Linked DNA regions of Hordeum vulgare: region 1 is linked to region 2. Evidence: chromatin contacts called from public Hi-C data. All regions are on one chromosome and are shown on one strand. Each heading gives the region's core, a stretch centred on a gene start, on an enhancer-like site or on the middle of the called end of the contact. The rest is flanking DNA. Distances are from core to core; before and after follow the strand shown.

Region 1 (7,750 bases), core at 4,424-6,923, 150 kb after region 2:
CATCGGAGGATGCAGAAGAAGCATGGCCTGCTTTCTTGGACCTAATGGTTGACGACAGATCTGTTGACGCTGCCTGAGCCTGAGAGGTAGCTGTGTGCGGGTTTGCTGTGCGCTTTAGCAGGGAATGGGAGCTTCCCTTTGAGATGCCAGTATCAACCCTGCATATTGAAAAAAAATAACTGTATTGAGCCTTATACTAGAATCAACTGTGTGTTCACATGCACCACTATGTGTAAACTGACAATAACAATTTGGACAAGTAAAATTACCGAACGTCTCTGGAAAAGTGAGGATAAACAAAGAACAGGGCATGTCTATAAGCAATGGAGAGCCTAGATATCAGGACTTGTATGACTGTGCAAATAAAGTATTATACTGTATATTTGTAGAAACAAAATATATATCTGTAGTGAAAGTTCATTGTGAGGCTTCAAAAAAGGATAATGAAAATAGGGGTGCAGATGAAAAGTTAAGAAAAGTACCAGTTGCTGACCGCTTCAGAAAAATCAGTGTCCTCCACTGCCAAGTTTGCACTAGAACCCTGCCTTTTCCTCCGGGCTACATCATTGGCATTCCCAACCAATTGATTAGTTGACACACTACCACCCATCACGTCTGGGAATTCTCCCCTTTGCATATCAAGCATTGTCGCAGAGCTTGATCTGACACCGAGTTTCCGGTTCATCTCAATATTGTTTGGTAAAATATCTAGACTAGTTGGTCCATCCTGTCCTAAGTGCCCCATTTTTGAGAAGTGTGACCTTTCTGCAAGTGGATCATCAAAAGACAACCTGTCAACAGATGATCTTAAAGGGTTATCTGCAGCGGGCTGTGCAAAAAGTGAAGAAGGGTCTTTACGTCCAAATGATGCCGTCGGCGGAACATCAGGGAAACCACGAGATTGCTGTGCTTGAAGAACCAGTTTTTGATGAATCATATCACTCAATTCAGCTTCTGGGTTCCTCTCATTGTTCATAAGGGAGGCCCATGCATGTGGGTTGTCAATGGGAAGATTCATTTCCACATTCCTCCTCTGCTTCTCTGCTTCAATTTGCATCTGATTTATGCGTGAAGCTTCCATCAGGCTATTTTGCAATTGCCCATTGGCATCTGACCAGTTCCTTTCCAGCCTTCCCATGTGAGAACCTGACAGCTGCTCCTGCAGCCTGTGTTGCTGGGGATGAACCCCTCCTGAGGCATGCATAGGCATCTGGCCTGCAGAATACAGATCACCATGTGTTTCCATCTGACCGAGGCCATGATGACGTGCTAGGGCATTTACAACATCAGGATTTGGTAAAGGAGCACCACCAGGCAAAGAGCCAGACCGCTCAAGAGAATGAATACCTTGACCTCCTCTGTGCAATCGTTCATGCATAGATAGGCTTCGGTCAAGATGGTCATGGTGCTCCACAGATGACGACCTCTGAAGGGACTGCAGAAGATCGAATTGACCAAGTCTGGAGGTGTGGCTTTGATTTGGACTAGTTCCTGTGCGGATAAATTGGCTAGGATCATCCATCGGCCAGCCCCCACCTAAATGTCGTTCTTCCTCCCTGCCCGCATGTTGTCGTATAGCATTGGCCAATTGTTGTGTTTGGAGCTGATCATGGTGCAGCCCTAAAAGAATTTGCTGCTCCAAAGGAAGAGCCTGCCTCTGGTTTGAACGTGAGAGAACATCTAACATATCATTGTGTTGCTCCCTGTGATGGCCATGCCCAAATTTTGCTTGAATGAGTTGTTCAATAGCTGCATCATGCTGCCTTTGAAAATGATGGGGTTGATGATGCAAGTCATTCAATAACTGTTCCCTGAGTAACACTTGATCGACCATGTTAGCTTGTCCGAAATTTGAACTCTGTAACTGTTGCTGCAACATTTGCTCAATAATCAGCTGCTGCTGTTGCTGCTGCTGCTGCTGTTGCAGTAGCTGTGCTTGGCGCTGCTGCAGCTGCCTCTGGTGTTGCTCTTGCTGAAGCTGCCTCTGGTGCTGCTCTTGCTGAAGCTGCTGGCGGTGTTGCTCCTGCTGCAGCTGTTGGCGTCGCTGCTGGTGCTCAAGTTCAAACTGGACTCTCAAAAGGTGCTCCACCTCAGGAGCAGGTGGATTGATGGACTGTCTGTGTTGGTGCAATGAATCAAACACCTGCCCTGCAAATTGTCCAGGAAATTCCAGATTGTTACGACCCATCATTTGTTCCTGCTGCAATTGCTCCCTTCGAATCTGTGTAAGTAGCATTTGCTCCTCATAGTTCAGATGACCTAGCTCAGGTTCAACCTGGGAAATTAGCCCTGACATGTTTGCATCATTAATGCTGTCCAGCCGCCCAAGGTTTGCGGACCACTCATCACGCACAGCAGGGGCTTCATTCATCCGGCTAAGCGGCCCATGCCTGATATTTGCAGGTGGAATGTCCTTTGGAGCTGTCTGTTTGGGATTTCTCCGCTCATTTACACCAAGCACATTTGATGAGAGTGGCTGCTTTGGATGCATCCCTTCCAGCTCAGACCAAAGCAAACCAAGAGGGCTGAGTTCATTCTCTCTAGGGGCGTCCTGCTTGGGCAAATTAGCTTCTCTCACCCCAGAACGGGAATCCACCGATGCCAACTGGAAATCTGCACGGTCATTATCAAAATCTGGTCGAGATTGACCCATGCCGCTGGTAGGCCTCCCAGTGTACAACACTTCTGTAGCAAGTACAGAAAAGAAATGTGAGCATTCACACATAAATAGAGAAAGACAATGTGAACAAAAATACTATATAACTGAAAAGGAAGGAAACTAACCTTCAGCATCATGACTCACAGTTTCAGGAATGCGCTGCTGACGAATATCTGGGTTTGCTTCAGTCTTTTGTGCTTCAACTGAGGGGAACCAACTAGTATGTGACTGTAACGGTGCTTCCTGGTCACCTCTTGTAGGATTGGCTGCATAATTTCCAGAGTCCGCCTTAGTTGTCTGATCACTCTTCCCAAAAGAACCAGAAGTAGGAAGTGCGTCTTCAAAATTGTTATGTACAGAATCCGGAGATTCAGCACTTCCACCACGGGATACAGGTGGGAGAGATTGAGGCTTATGTCCAAGGTACGGCATGAGGTCAGAAAGTGGGCGAAAAGGAGCATCATCTGGAGCCTGAGCTAGACGCACAGGTAGCTCCAATCCAAAATATCCATCCTCATACCAGGAAACTATATCAGTACCCATAAATGGACCCTGCACACCTCCTTGGGGATCCAGATAGTATAGGGTCAACTCCTCTGGGTAACTCTCCTGGCCACCAGCTTTTGTTTCAGTGTAACTAGCCTGACCAGTAGGATATTCAACATTTACATTGAACTGTGCATTTGAATCATCAGGTAACTTGGTGCTAGGATCGATATCAGCACTTGACTTGACCTCATTAAACTGTGTGTCATCCCTCATGCCAGAAAGTCCATGCGGATGACTGGGAGCATTTTCGTCGGCAGGCTTCTTTGGTGGGCCTGTAATACCACCTGTGAGCATCCCGTCATTGTAAAATGCATCCTTCTCTGATATTAAAGCAGCAGATCCTTCTTGACTTAACCCGCTAAATGCTTCAGCGCTTTTATCCTTGTTGGCATCAATACCAAAAGCTGGATTGAAATAATAATTGTAATATCAGATGATACTCAAAAGGAACAGAAGAATCATATGGCAGACGGTAATATATGCATCCCATGATGATGTGCGTACCTTCAAGATCTTTGTTTCTCTCCTTTTGGGATGCAGTTGAATTCGTCGCTTCACTGCTGGTGACCCTGCCCTTCCTAATATCTTCCAAAACAGCCTGTATAGAACACAAACGGATAAATAAACTAGGTAGTAGTGATATAGAAGTTAACTGGTGAACAGACACTTTATAAGAAACCATGAAGGAGGTGGCTGAAGTGTTACCTCTTCATTGTTGTCAGGGGTGACAAAGGCTAGTGGCTTAACAGAACTAGAGAGTGTTATGGGAGGAACTTCTTCCAGCATTCGTCGGCCATCTTCGAATGACTGCACGACCTTTTGTTGCCTGTATATGTCAAGAAGTTTACCCCTTGGGTAGCGAAAAGCACCAGCACTTGCCGCACGCCTCCCATACACAGGTGGAGCACCAATTGGTCCAGCAGATGATGGACGGCTGAAGGATGGAACTGAGTTGGGGTTTGCCCGGCCTCTTCCAGGGGCAAAACCAACATTGGATTCCTTCACACGTCCTTTCTCCAATCCGAATCCTGGAGCAACACGGTATGTTGCTGTACCACCAGTCTGAGGCTCCTGCCGGTGACGAGGTCTCCATTTATCACGGGAGTCTGACTCAGGCAGCAGCCTTACAGGAAGTGTATGTTTCTCACCATGAGGTTCATCCTTTTCTGCATCCATCTTCTTTTCTGGTTTGGAGTCCTTCTCCTTGTCGTCGGGTCCCCATCTTAATGACCATTTTCCATCACGCCTACCTTCATTCCCTGAATTTCTGGTGGAGCCATCATCCCACCTTCCAGATGTAGGAGCTGGCCGTGAATCGTTGTTGTCCCTTGCAGAAACATTGTCAGATCGGCGATCATTTTTACGGTTCTCCACCTCCCGGTCCACTTCCTTCTTGTGATCCCTCCTCCCAAGTAAGCTCGTCTCCCTCTCCTCATCAAGCCAACCAGCATCAAATGCATTCCGACGGCGCTCTTTCTTAGCCCCAGAGCCTTCGAGCATCCTCACATCTTTCTCAGAAGGTTCAAGCAAGGACCCATGAGGCGCTGAAATCTGCAAACAGGTGTTCTGCAGTTAATACATGCTTGTACCAGCACCCAGTAAACACCCTGGGTAAATAATACTGACTAAAAACTCCTTACTACACCCACACATCTGAATGGATACAGAAATAGGAAACCAGTGACAAACCTTGGCATCGCTTGGTTTGGCATAAAGCCACTGAGGGGACAGAGGAATGCTGTTCTCCAGGTGCTGCTGATCTGCAAGAGCAATAGATTTTCAGGGTCAACGACTCAGTAAGACCATGCTATTATATCCATCAAACACGTACACAATAGCTCACACACGCACTCAGACTGCCACCCCAAAGGCAGGCAAGCAAGCACACAGTCGCTCGCACGCACGCACGAACACACAGGTCCACACGTGCAGACACGCAAGCACGCTACCAGCGACCATTCCATTTCCCACGAACCAAATCCAATATACAGTAGAGCAAAAAACAACCTGCGTACCATGGTAACCCCCCGACAGCTAATACCGAAGCAGAAGAATAAAAAAAAACAGAGCCGAAGCAACACTGATGCGGTTCCGGGAGAAGCGACGGTACGGACCTTTGGGATCGTCGACGAAACCCATGGCGGCGGCGGTGGACCTATCCTCGTCGATCCCGAGCGAGAGGGCATCTGCGAGACAAGCACGACATCAAATCGGGGGCGCGAAGAAGGCAACCACACAGATCTACCTATACGCTGGCAAGGCCAACCGACGGGCGAGCGGGGCAGATCGGATCTCCCGGCCCGCAGGGCGGGCCGGGGCGAGCGGGGGATCGGGAGGGGCTCACCTTTCCCGAGGGCGGCGAATCGATCCAGCTTCCTCTCGGCCATGGCGGATCCGAGCGGGCAAGGGAGGGAGTGGGCTAGGGTTTCGGGCTGGCGGCTGCGGCGGCGGCGGAGGGGCGCCCCGCGCGATCCGGGCGGGCGGGGACGGGGAGGCGGGCCGGCGGCGCCGGCGGAGGGGGGCGGGGGGCTAGGGTTTTGCGGGGGAGGGAGGCGCGTGGTCGCCGGAGGCCGCGTGCGGGTTGGGTTGGGACTTGGGAACGGGGATGGGAACTGTGTGTTTCTGGGAGGAGACGGGGGAGGCGGGTTTGGAGCGGAGGGGGGGAGGGCAGGGGGATGACGAGGGATGATGATGCGATGCGATGAGAGAGGGGCAGGGGCGGACGGACGGATGGAGATGGGATAAAATCATAAAATTGTACTTTTGTGAAGCCTTTTTTCACCTTTATTTCTTTCTTAATTGGATTCGAGTGTTGTTGGACGGGGAAGGTTGTTAGGGCTTGATCTTTGTACTGTATATTCGATTCTCCAGCTTTTGGATCTGGTTTCCCGAGAGGAAGATGATTTCTCCGGTCTTCTCGGTTGTTTGATAGAGTGTAGGCTTCGTTTCTGCGCTCCGATATTTTCGGAGAGAAAGCTGCACGAGAGTATTCCCACGGTTTCTAAATACAGGATTTTTTTAAAATATAGATTCACTTATTTTGTTCCGTATATAGCTCATAGTAAATGTCTAAAAGGTCTTGTATTTAAGAAGAGATGGGAGTATGTTCAAGTCGTTGTGATTATTTCCGGTCGTCTCGTGCTTCGATTCTGACCGCAAACGGATGGTGGGTAGTCCTCCCACACGGTGATCAACATCCTCATGCAAACCCTAAGAAGAACTTGAAAGGACAGCGTTTTTGTCCGCTTTTTGTTCGTTCCGGTCGATCGTCCGTCTGTTCGTATCCGCTTTTTTAAATGGTCAGTCAATGCACCCAACGAAAAGCATCATATATACGTGCGCTTGCACCCGATCAATACATCGAGAGTTGCATCATATTCCTCTCTATGGTATCACCCTAACCGATCCTACCCTAGCCGTCGTTGCGCCTACCCTAGGCGTCGCCCCGCCGGGCCTCCTCCGCGTCGCCGCATAGCCGCCGCTACACCCCGCGTTGCCGCCCCCATCGGCCTATCCGCGTCTCTGCCCTCCCACTCGCGCTGTCGCCACCTCTCGGTCGCGCCGCTCCAAACCCTAACCCTACATGTGTCGCCGCTCCACCCTAGCCGCCGCTGCCATGTCTTCCTCCGGTTGCAGCAACAACCCCTTAGGCTCCTCCTTCTCCTCTGACTCCGAGGTACCCAACGCCACCCACATCTGCGACGTTCCTCTCTCCGATCACGTTTGTGATAAATATTCGAGTCTTCTTTGAATTCTAAATATGATTCTTATGTGCATGATCATCATAACTTCATAAATCTCTCTCGTCTATTGATTTGCTTTGGCCAAGTAGATTGATCTTTCTTAAGGCCTGCTTGGTTGGTCGTTTTGGGCCTAAATACATTTGTAAAATATACACACGTAAAAAAGATACAGATGGGCTGCTTGGTTGGTCGTTTTTGGGCCGTAAGATTTACACTCGTATTAGAGTTTACACCTGTAACAGGCCCGTATTCGATACAGACCAGGTCCCGTCGTTTTTCTCCACACCTCGTCGTTTTTCCTCTCGCTGGAAACCTAGACCGGATCGAGGAGGGTGCGCCGCCGGGGGCGCCATCGCCGGTGTCCGCGAGGCGCGACGAAGCGACGACGAGACGAGGCGAGGCGCGACGACGACGAGGATTCGCTCCTGACCTCGACGAAGACTCGCTCACGACGACGGCAACTCCCTCCTCCTCCACGGCCTACTCCAACCGCGACGGCGACTCCCTCCTCCACGGCCTACTCCAACCGCGACGGCGACTCCCTCCTCCACGGCCTACTCCAACCGCGACGGTGACTCCAACCGCGACGGCGACTCCCTCCTCCTCCACGGCCTACTCCCCTCCATCGAAGGTATGTTCCTTCCTCTTCTGCCCTCCTCTACTAGAGTGATCGGCACCTCTTCTTTTTTCCTCCGGGATGGTAGCGCTCCATGGCCCGATGCATTTTAGTCGAACCTCTAGGCATGCGGGCAAGGCCTCCTTGGCGAGTGGGTTCAGCGCGTCGGCGATGACGCCCATG
Region 2 (7,387 bases), core at 1,142-3,641:
GATGGTACTAGTAACATAGTGTAGGGTCATGTGCCTCTTACTAGTGTAACTTACTTTTCATTATGGATAGTCTTAGATAATATGACTCACAAGCTGGATATAACATCTTCGACCATTGATGCATTACTAAAGTTGTATAACAAAGTGGTGTTTCGATACTTTATTCGATCCTACATGTAAGTTTTGTAGGTCACGCCATGTCATTTTACAAAACAATTGTTTGATCATCAATATATGTGCCGACATGTTCCCTCACATACGATAAAACTAACTATACATTGTAAAAGTAATATTTTTGTAAACCATCTGATAATACAAGTTTGATGTTTCATATATTATTAGGGCATCTTTTATTGGCACGATTCTATAGCAGCAACATTGAAATATCTTATTCACACGATTCTAAAGATGCAAAACTGAAATACCTTGTTATTTGCATCTTACCATGTTTTCGTTTCTTTGATCAAGTCACCGGAAAAACAATAGATTTCACCTTCATCTATCATTGAAATGATACACAATCTTGCGTATTAGTGAAAATAAAACAATAGACTATTTTCTAGAGGTGTGAGTGCGTGTTTAATTTTCTATGAAAGGTATTTGTCAAAAAGTTCTTAAATCTAAGGATTTGAATCCTCTAATATTATTTAAGTTAGATGTTTTTTACACGGGGCTAGGGCATCTCCAACAGCAACACGCAAATTTCCTCCCGCATCTGTCCGCAAACCGGGGGTGGGGTGGGTGGGTTTGGGGTTGGGGCATCAGTCCGCGAACACGGATGCGGGAGGACGACGTCCAACATTAGCTGCATACATTTCAGCCCACATTTTAACAAACCAAACAAAATTCATGCAAACCGGACGATATTCATCAAAATTTTGATAGGAAATATCACAAATCATCCATACATATCATGCATGCAAATTAATTCTAGTACAACAACGTCTCCAATTAAGCAGATGTACAACAAGTTGTTGATCAACGGATCATGCCGTCTCACATATACTGCCCTTTCAGCTTCATCCAACAATGTGTGCATACAGATGGTCGTCCCTCTTTCATGTGGTACGCCACGACAGCGCGTGTGTGCCATATATAATGTGTCGACCAACATTGAGTGAATAAATCAATCAACTAGTTGGACAATAGGTTACGGGAGGTTGAGGGTCGACGTTGGAGATGCCCTTATATTTGTTTTGTTTGGAATTTACAGCAATGAAATAAAGTCAATTTCTTTATAGCGCCTCCATTGATGGGTTGTATGTAATTGCATCAACTCAATTAAATCAAATAAACTCTTTTGCAAGGCCCCGTTGATGATGTAAGGTAACTACATTAACTCAATCAGTTCAAACCATTATAGCAACATGTTGGATATGGGCAACCGACTCAAATGAAACCTTTTCTATTAACTCAATCTTATCGAATCAAAGCACTTCCCACATTAGAATATAATGGGTATAATGTATATGTCGTACACGATTGATGTTGAACCTATGTATGCCACTATAAAAACACACAAACAATTAACTAGTACTCCATCCGTTACATAGTATAGTGCGTATAGATTTAAAAAAAAATCAAACTTTGATAACTTTGACAAAGCTTTATAGAGATAACTATTCATATCTACAATACAAAAATATGTAAAGTATGAAAGTCCATCTTATAATGAATCTAATGATATAAGTTTGGCATTCTAGGCGTAAATATTATTCTCCATAAATTCGATCAAAGTTTGCGATGCTTGACTTTTCAAAACAAAATAAAATATGCACCACGTTATGAAACAGAGAGAGTATGAAATAAAAGCCATGCTGTATTTCTACCCGAAGCAATACAAATCTTGAGAGAGAGAAATTGTAAACTGCAATTCAGATATAACCAGCTAGGGTACGTTTCAGGATGGTCATAGGCTGTAGTATTTCCAGATACAGTAGTTGTCCAAAAAAATCGTAGCTACTCCAAGTGTAGAGGTCCAAGTGGATGTAACAAAATGCCTGAATGCAGTTGTTGTCTGACAGCTTTCTGCCCCCTCGCCCTTTCCACCATTGTTCCATTTTACCCCTCCTGCCTCAGTCAGTCTCAGTCACCTCACCTCACTTCTACCACCACCAACCACAGCTCAACCCCAAAAGAGGGCAGTAAAAATTACACCACCAAAGCACTTCATCACTTAAGTTACTAGCCAAAAGCACCCTCCTAGTAGATCCTAACCCTAACCCTGGACAAGATTAACACACCAAAGCTGAAAAAAGCTAAAAAAAGAGAGCCAAGAAATGACAGTGGAGGAGGGAAAGACATTGCAGGGGAGGAAGAAAGTCCGGAGAGCAGAGTAAAAATCCAGAAAGTGGGCGTGGTATCTATCTATCTATCTATCTTCTTTCCCTGGATTTTCTTATTCCCCCCTCCCTCCCTCCATCCCATCCCCTATCTCTCTCCCTCCCCGGCGTCTTCTCTTCTCTCCCTCCCCGTCGCCATCTGCGGTCCATTATTGGTCTCCTCCTCCTCCTCGTTCTTGCCTGGTTTTTGAGCGAGGGGAGGGATTTGATAGGAGGAGGAAGAAGAAAGTTGTTGGTTTTGGGGGACGGACGGACGGACGGACGGCCGGCCGGACGGCAAGTTGGTGGTGTCGTTGGTTTGCGTGTGGGCGTGGAGATGGACCCCAAGTTCCCCCCTCCCCCACCGCCAAACAAAGCGGAGCCCACCTCCGCGGCGACGGCCACCACCACCACCTCCTCCCCCTCCACCACGCCCGCCCAGCACCACCACCACCAGCACCAGCAGCAGCAGCAGCAGCTGGATCGCGAGCAGTACCACCATCCGCCGCAGCAGGAGCAGCCGCCGCCGCCGCAGCACCAGCTGCAAATCCAGGTGCATCAGCAGCAGGAGGACGCGGGCGGAGGCGGGGGGAAGGAGCAGCCGCCGCCGCAGCAGCAGGTGGTGTTGGCGGCGGCGGGGGACCGGAGGGTGCAGGCGCTGGGGCCGAAGCGCAGCTCCAACAAGGACCGCCACACCAAGGTGGACGGCCGGGGGCGCCGGATCCGGATGCCGGCGCTCTGCGCGGCGCGGATCTTCCAGCTCACGCGCGAGCTAGGCCACAAGTCGGACGGCGAGACCGTGCAGTGGCTGCTGCAGCAGGCCGAGCCGGCCATCGTCGCCGCCACCGGCACGGGGACCATCCCGGCGTCCGCGCTCTCCTCCGTCGCGCCCTCGCTCCCGTCCCCCACCTCCGCGCTCGCCGGCCGCCCGCACCACCACCACCACATGTGGGGGCCGCCGCCGGCCTCCGCGGGGTTCTCGCAGGCCGGCTTCATGAACTCCTCTGGCGCCGACGGCGGGGGCATCGGCGGCCTCATGCAGCGGATCGGCCTCCCCGCCGGGATCGAGCTGCCGGGCGGCGGCGCGGGGGGCATGGGCGGGCACATCGGGTTCGCGCCCATGTTCGCCAGCCACGCGGCGGCCGCCATACCGGGGCTGGAGCTCGGCCTGTCGCAGGAGGGCCACATCGGGGTGCTCAGCCAGTTCTACCACCAGGTCGGCAGCGCCGGGGCCAGCGGGCAGCTGCAGCACCCGCACCCTCATCAGCACCACCACCACGAACAGCACCACCATCACCAGCAGCAGCAGCAGGAGGAGGACGGGGAGGAGGAGCGCGAGGACGGCGACTCCGAGGAGGAGTCCGGCCAGTAGCAGGCTGTCGTCCAGTTACCAGTTATCATCACATCTGTTTCTGTTAATTTCTGCAGAAGGAGAAACCAAGGAAGGAGAGAAAACTGTATGCACGCAGCTATGGCGAAGCTTTGATTACCTTTAGGTTGTTGTTGTTGTTGTTGTTCTTGGGGTTGTGATGAGTTTTTATGTCGATTTTTTTCACTTGTGGTGTCCAAAACTCAAAAGAGGCTTCTTGCTCTGGGGTTTTAGTGGAATGGATCAGGGTCATCCTCAGTTCTACTCCTGCTGCTCTTTTGATCATCGCCAGAATTCCCTCCGGTTCAGGTAAAAAACATCGATCCTTTTCCGCATTCCGCTTGTCCGATTATTTGTGCAAAAAAGGGAGCTTGGTTGACTGATGAACCTATGTATCCATGTTTGTTTTCTGTCCATTTTGCAGGTGTATAATAGCTGAGAGCTGGATGATTTCGATCGTCCTCCCTAGAGTGAGTGCCTTTATTTATTGTTATTGCAAGGTGTGTAGATATTCAGGTAATTTTGCAGCTAGGGAGGTCTTCTTTTATAGGAGCAGTGATCTGCTCTTGAGCGATCAAGATGATGGCTGGCAATTTTATCCTCCCTTCACGGCCAATTCCTGCAACGAAAATATGATACAATAATAAACATTTCTAGATCCTTGATTCTATACGCTTATTTTGTTAGACAATATTTTATATAGCATTATCCTTACTTGCTTCATCTGTGTTGGACCAGTGGTTCTCTTGATTTTTTTTCTCACCAGCATAAAAGTCACACTACTTGCTCTTGCCGAGTTATGTAGTTTATTTGACTAAAACCACGACAATAACTATGGAATGGAGGGAGTAGTATATTTGTTAACTAGGTGGAACTGTCTATAAATATGGTAAGGTAGTAGGATTTTCAGGATATGTGTAATTTTAGTTGGTATGGAGAAATGTATTTAGTATGTCCATGCGCACGGATACTAACTAAGTGACTCAATCAAACTAAAAAAAAAGTGAAAAGACAAAAGAAAATGCTTGCCTGAATCTTACCGTAAAATCAATGACATATGACTTACATGTGCAATATTTAGAGCACATCTAGATGTGCTAAAGCAAAACTGATACTTAAATTTATTGCGCACAATCGCACAAAATGCCATGTCGTCATTTGATTCAGAAGCAAAATTGAAAAGCTTTGAATTTGGTCTATCGTAGAATCTGGTGCGTAGGTAGCAATGAAAACTGTCTAGAAATATTTATGCTTAAATGTTAAAAGTATCATTGGTTCGCCTAAGGGCAAGCGAGCATGCCAGACCTTTGGGCTGTTCCACAATGATAAGGCGGATAGATGCACAATAGCATGGATTAACAGTAACTCTGATTTGATAAACCTTTCACGAGGTGTTCTGCATGGAAATGGCCAAAACTAAACTCTGTTTGGAACCACCTAGATTATATAATCCAGTTTTTATAATCTATTATGTTTCCAAACAGGACAACTTATAGTGTAGATTATAAAAACTAGATGGATAGATTATTAAAAACTCATAATCTACTCTATACCAGCTAAAATCAGATTATGGATTGCTAATGACCCATTACCCTTGTAAAGTTGGAGATAATAACATTTCTACCACCGCTACCCTCCTCTTTAAAAAAAACCAGATGGTAGATAGGTCATTATGCAATGTAAAACCTGGATTACAGTTTATATAATCTGGCCTCCAAACATGTTCACCTAGATTATTTTTATAAACCAGATTATATAATTTATCTTCATAATCCAGATTATCATAATCTATTATGGTTCCAAACAGGGCCTTGATTAGAAACTTTACGTGCTCTCTTTTAATCCGGAGTCTCGAAAAGTTTCAAACACCATCTGTGCTTAGCTTATATACCCCTTGTTGTCTTTTTTTCTTGTCATGGTGAAGATCAGTAGCCACTGTTATCAGCAGAAGTGGTGGTGTACTGGTTTTGGGGATATATTCCGCTGTGTAGAATTTTTGGGCAAGCTGCATGCCATTTGTACGAATTTAGGTAGTTTATTTGCCAGCTCATCCAACACTAACAGAATTTGTGCTGTGCTCTTTTCCCTGGTGGGGCAGTAGAATGCACTCATCTACTTGAACAATAATAATACGCCAACGTGTCAAGGGATCATTATAATAAGAACCCCTTTACCAGATGGAGATCAGCATGTTCATTGTGGCCATCAAGAGATAACAAAAGAAAAGGGAAAAAAAAAAAAGGTGTCTCTTTCTGTGTGGGCAGCATGATCATGCTGGCAACTGCCTATTTCTTAACAGTTGAGTGCTTGTTTATCATGACCTGGACTGCTGCCTGCTTGCCTGCTCCCCAATGGAAAGGTCAGTCATGGCTCTGTTTGGGGTTGAAAATACTCCAGTTTAGTTTCCATGCTGCCTTGGCTTCTTGTGTGTTTGTTTGCATGGATCCATCAATTGATTCATGTTTTACCTCTTCAGTCTGCATGGAGTTGGTCAGTCCTTTCAATGTTTTTGCTTGTTAAGTGCATCCATGAGATCTTCCATAAATGTGAGACAGAGGATCGGTCTGAAGATCTGAGCATGCATTCATGTTTGGCATGGCACCTGTTAAATCTTTGCCCAGTTGCCATGAACCAAACTGCATGATACCGTCAGGTCACATGCTGTGGGTTGCCAATGGTGGGGCAAACATCAGCAGCAGCATCGCCCTACCCCTGAAACTGAAATGCGCCATCGCATCCTTCAAGAAACAGATTTCTGTTGCCCGTCTGATAAGGCGGGGAGTTATTTCCGGTGACCTCATGCATGCATCCGTTCCCCCCCATCTACTACTGCCGTAGTCACATTTATTCTGTGTGTGCCTCTTGAAAGAGGAATGGACGCTTGTCATCCTTCTCCCTGTAGCATCTTTGCGGTTTGGTTTTATGCTGCTTTGTTGAAGCCAGTTGGACAGTGTCATGCAAAAGCTCCTCTGCTAAAGCCAATTGCATGTATTGATCCTTGATGGAAAGCGGCAGGGGTGGAGGTGAGGTGGGTGGTGGTCGGAGGCGCCAACATCTGTTCCTCCATCGGTGGCAGTTTTGTGTCTGTCCAGTCTTTTCCGAGGCTAGCTGCTTTGTTTAGCGGTCTCTTTTGACGCTTTTGCTGTCATCCAAGTTACTACTAGCGTTGTGATGTTTCTCTGAAGAAGACAAGTGTGGTTGATGCTCGCCGGAACTTTCTTTCATCTTTTATTACCGGAATCTGAGCCTGGTGGTGCGTTTGAAAAGGCATGTTCGTTCACCATCAGTTCCATGGTGGTGGGCAGCGTACTGGATTCTTCATATTAGTCTCCTATATACTATATATACGATTCCAAGGCGTGGAAAAGTAGTACGTACGTCGAACCGGGTGTCTCGCCCAACTGATCGGGTTTTGTGATGGTCAGGGAACTTCAGAGGCACAAGTGTAGTTTTGCTTAACGCTTGTGCTAAATCTCAGTCTAATTTGATAAGCCTGTGTGTGTGTTATCGTTAATATGTTTGCTCGGGCATAGCCTGGCAAGGGCTCTTTCTACCATTTTTTTTTCGAAGCTGAGGCAAAGATTGCCTCATCTATCAAGGCCCTGTTTAGAACCATAATAGATTATAATAATCTGGATTATGAAGATAGATTATATAATCTGGTTTATAAAAATAATCTAGGTGGACATGTTTGAAG

What was found. Hi-C and Micro-C count contacts between places; a contact is called where the count stands out from the background.
Region 1: a Hi-C map of leaf shows a contact between it and region 2, with 2.9 times the contacts expected there. The contact joins the promoter of LOC123445275 here to the promoter of LOC123445274 in region 2. A contact is called at or near these places in 2 of 6 Hi-C or Micro-C datasets (leaf and seedling) and 1 of 1 datasets of contacts at active chromatin or transcription factors (embryo).

Annotation. Positions count from the first base shown.
Region 1 is chr3H:577,813,407-577,821,156 of MorexV3_pseudomolecules_assembly, forward strand. It overlaps LOC123445275 (protein ESSENTIAL FOR POTEXVIRUS ACCUMULATION 1), which reads right to left and starts at 5,674. Exons shown (of 10, transcript XM_045122240.1): 1 at 5,553-5,674; 2 at 5,323-5,394; 3 at 4,898-4,968; 4 at 3,914-4,759; 5 at 3,713-3,806; 6 at 2,785-3,612; 7 at 859-2,685; 8 at 483-765; 9 at 1-158. The coding sequence starts at 5,595.
Region 2 is chr3H:577,668,364-577,675,750 of MorexV3_pseudomolecules_assembly, forward strand. It overlaps LOC123445274 (transcription factor TCP20-like), which reads left to right and starts at 2,392. Exons shown (of 2, transcript XM_045122238.1): 1 at 2,392-3,999; 2 at 4,115-4,360. The coding sequence starts at 2,659. The coding sequence ends at 3,693.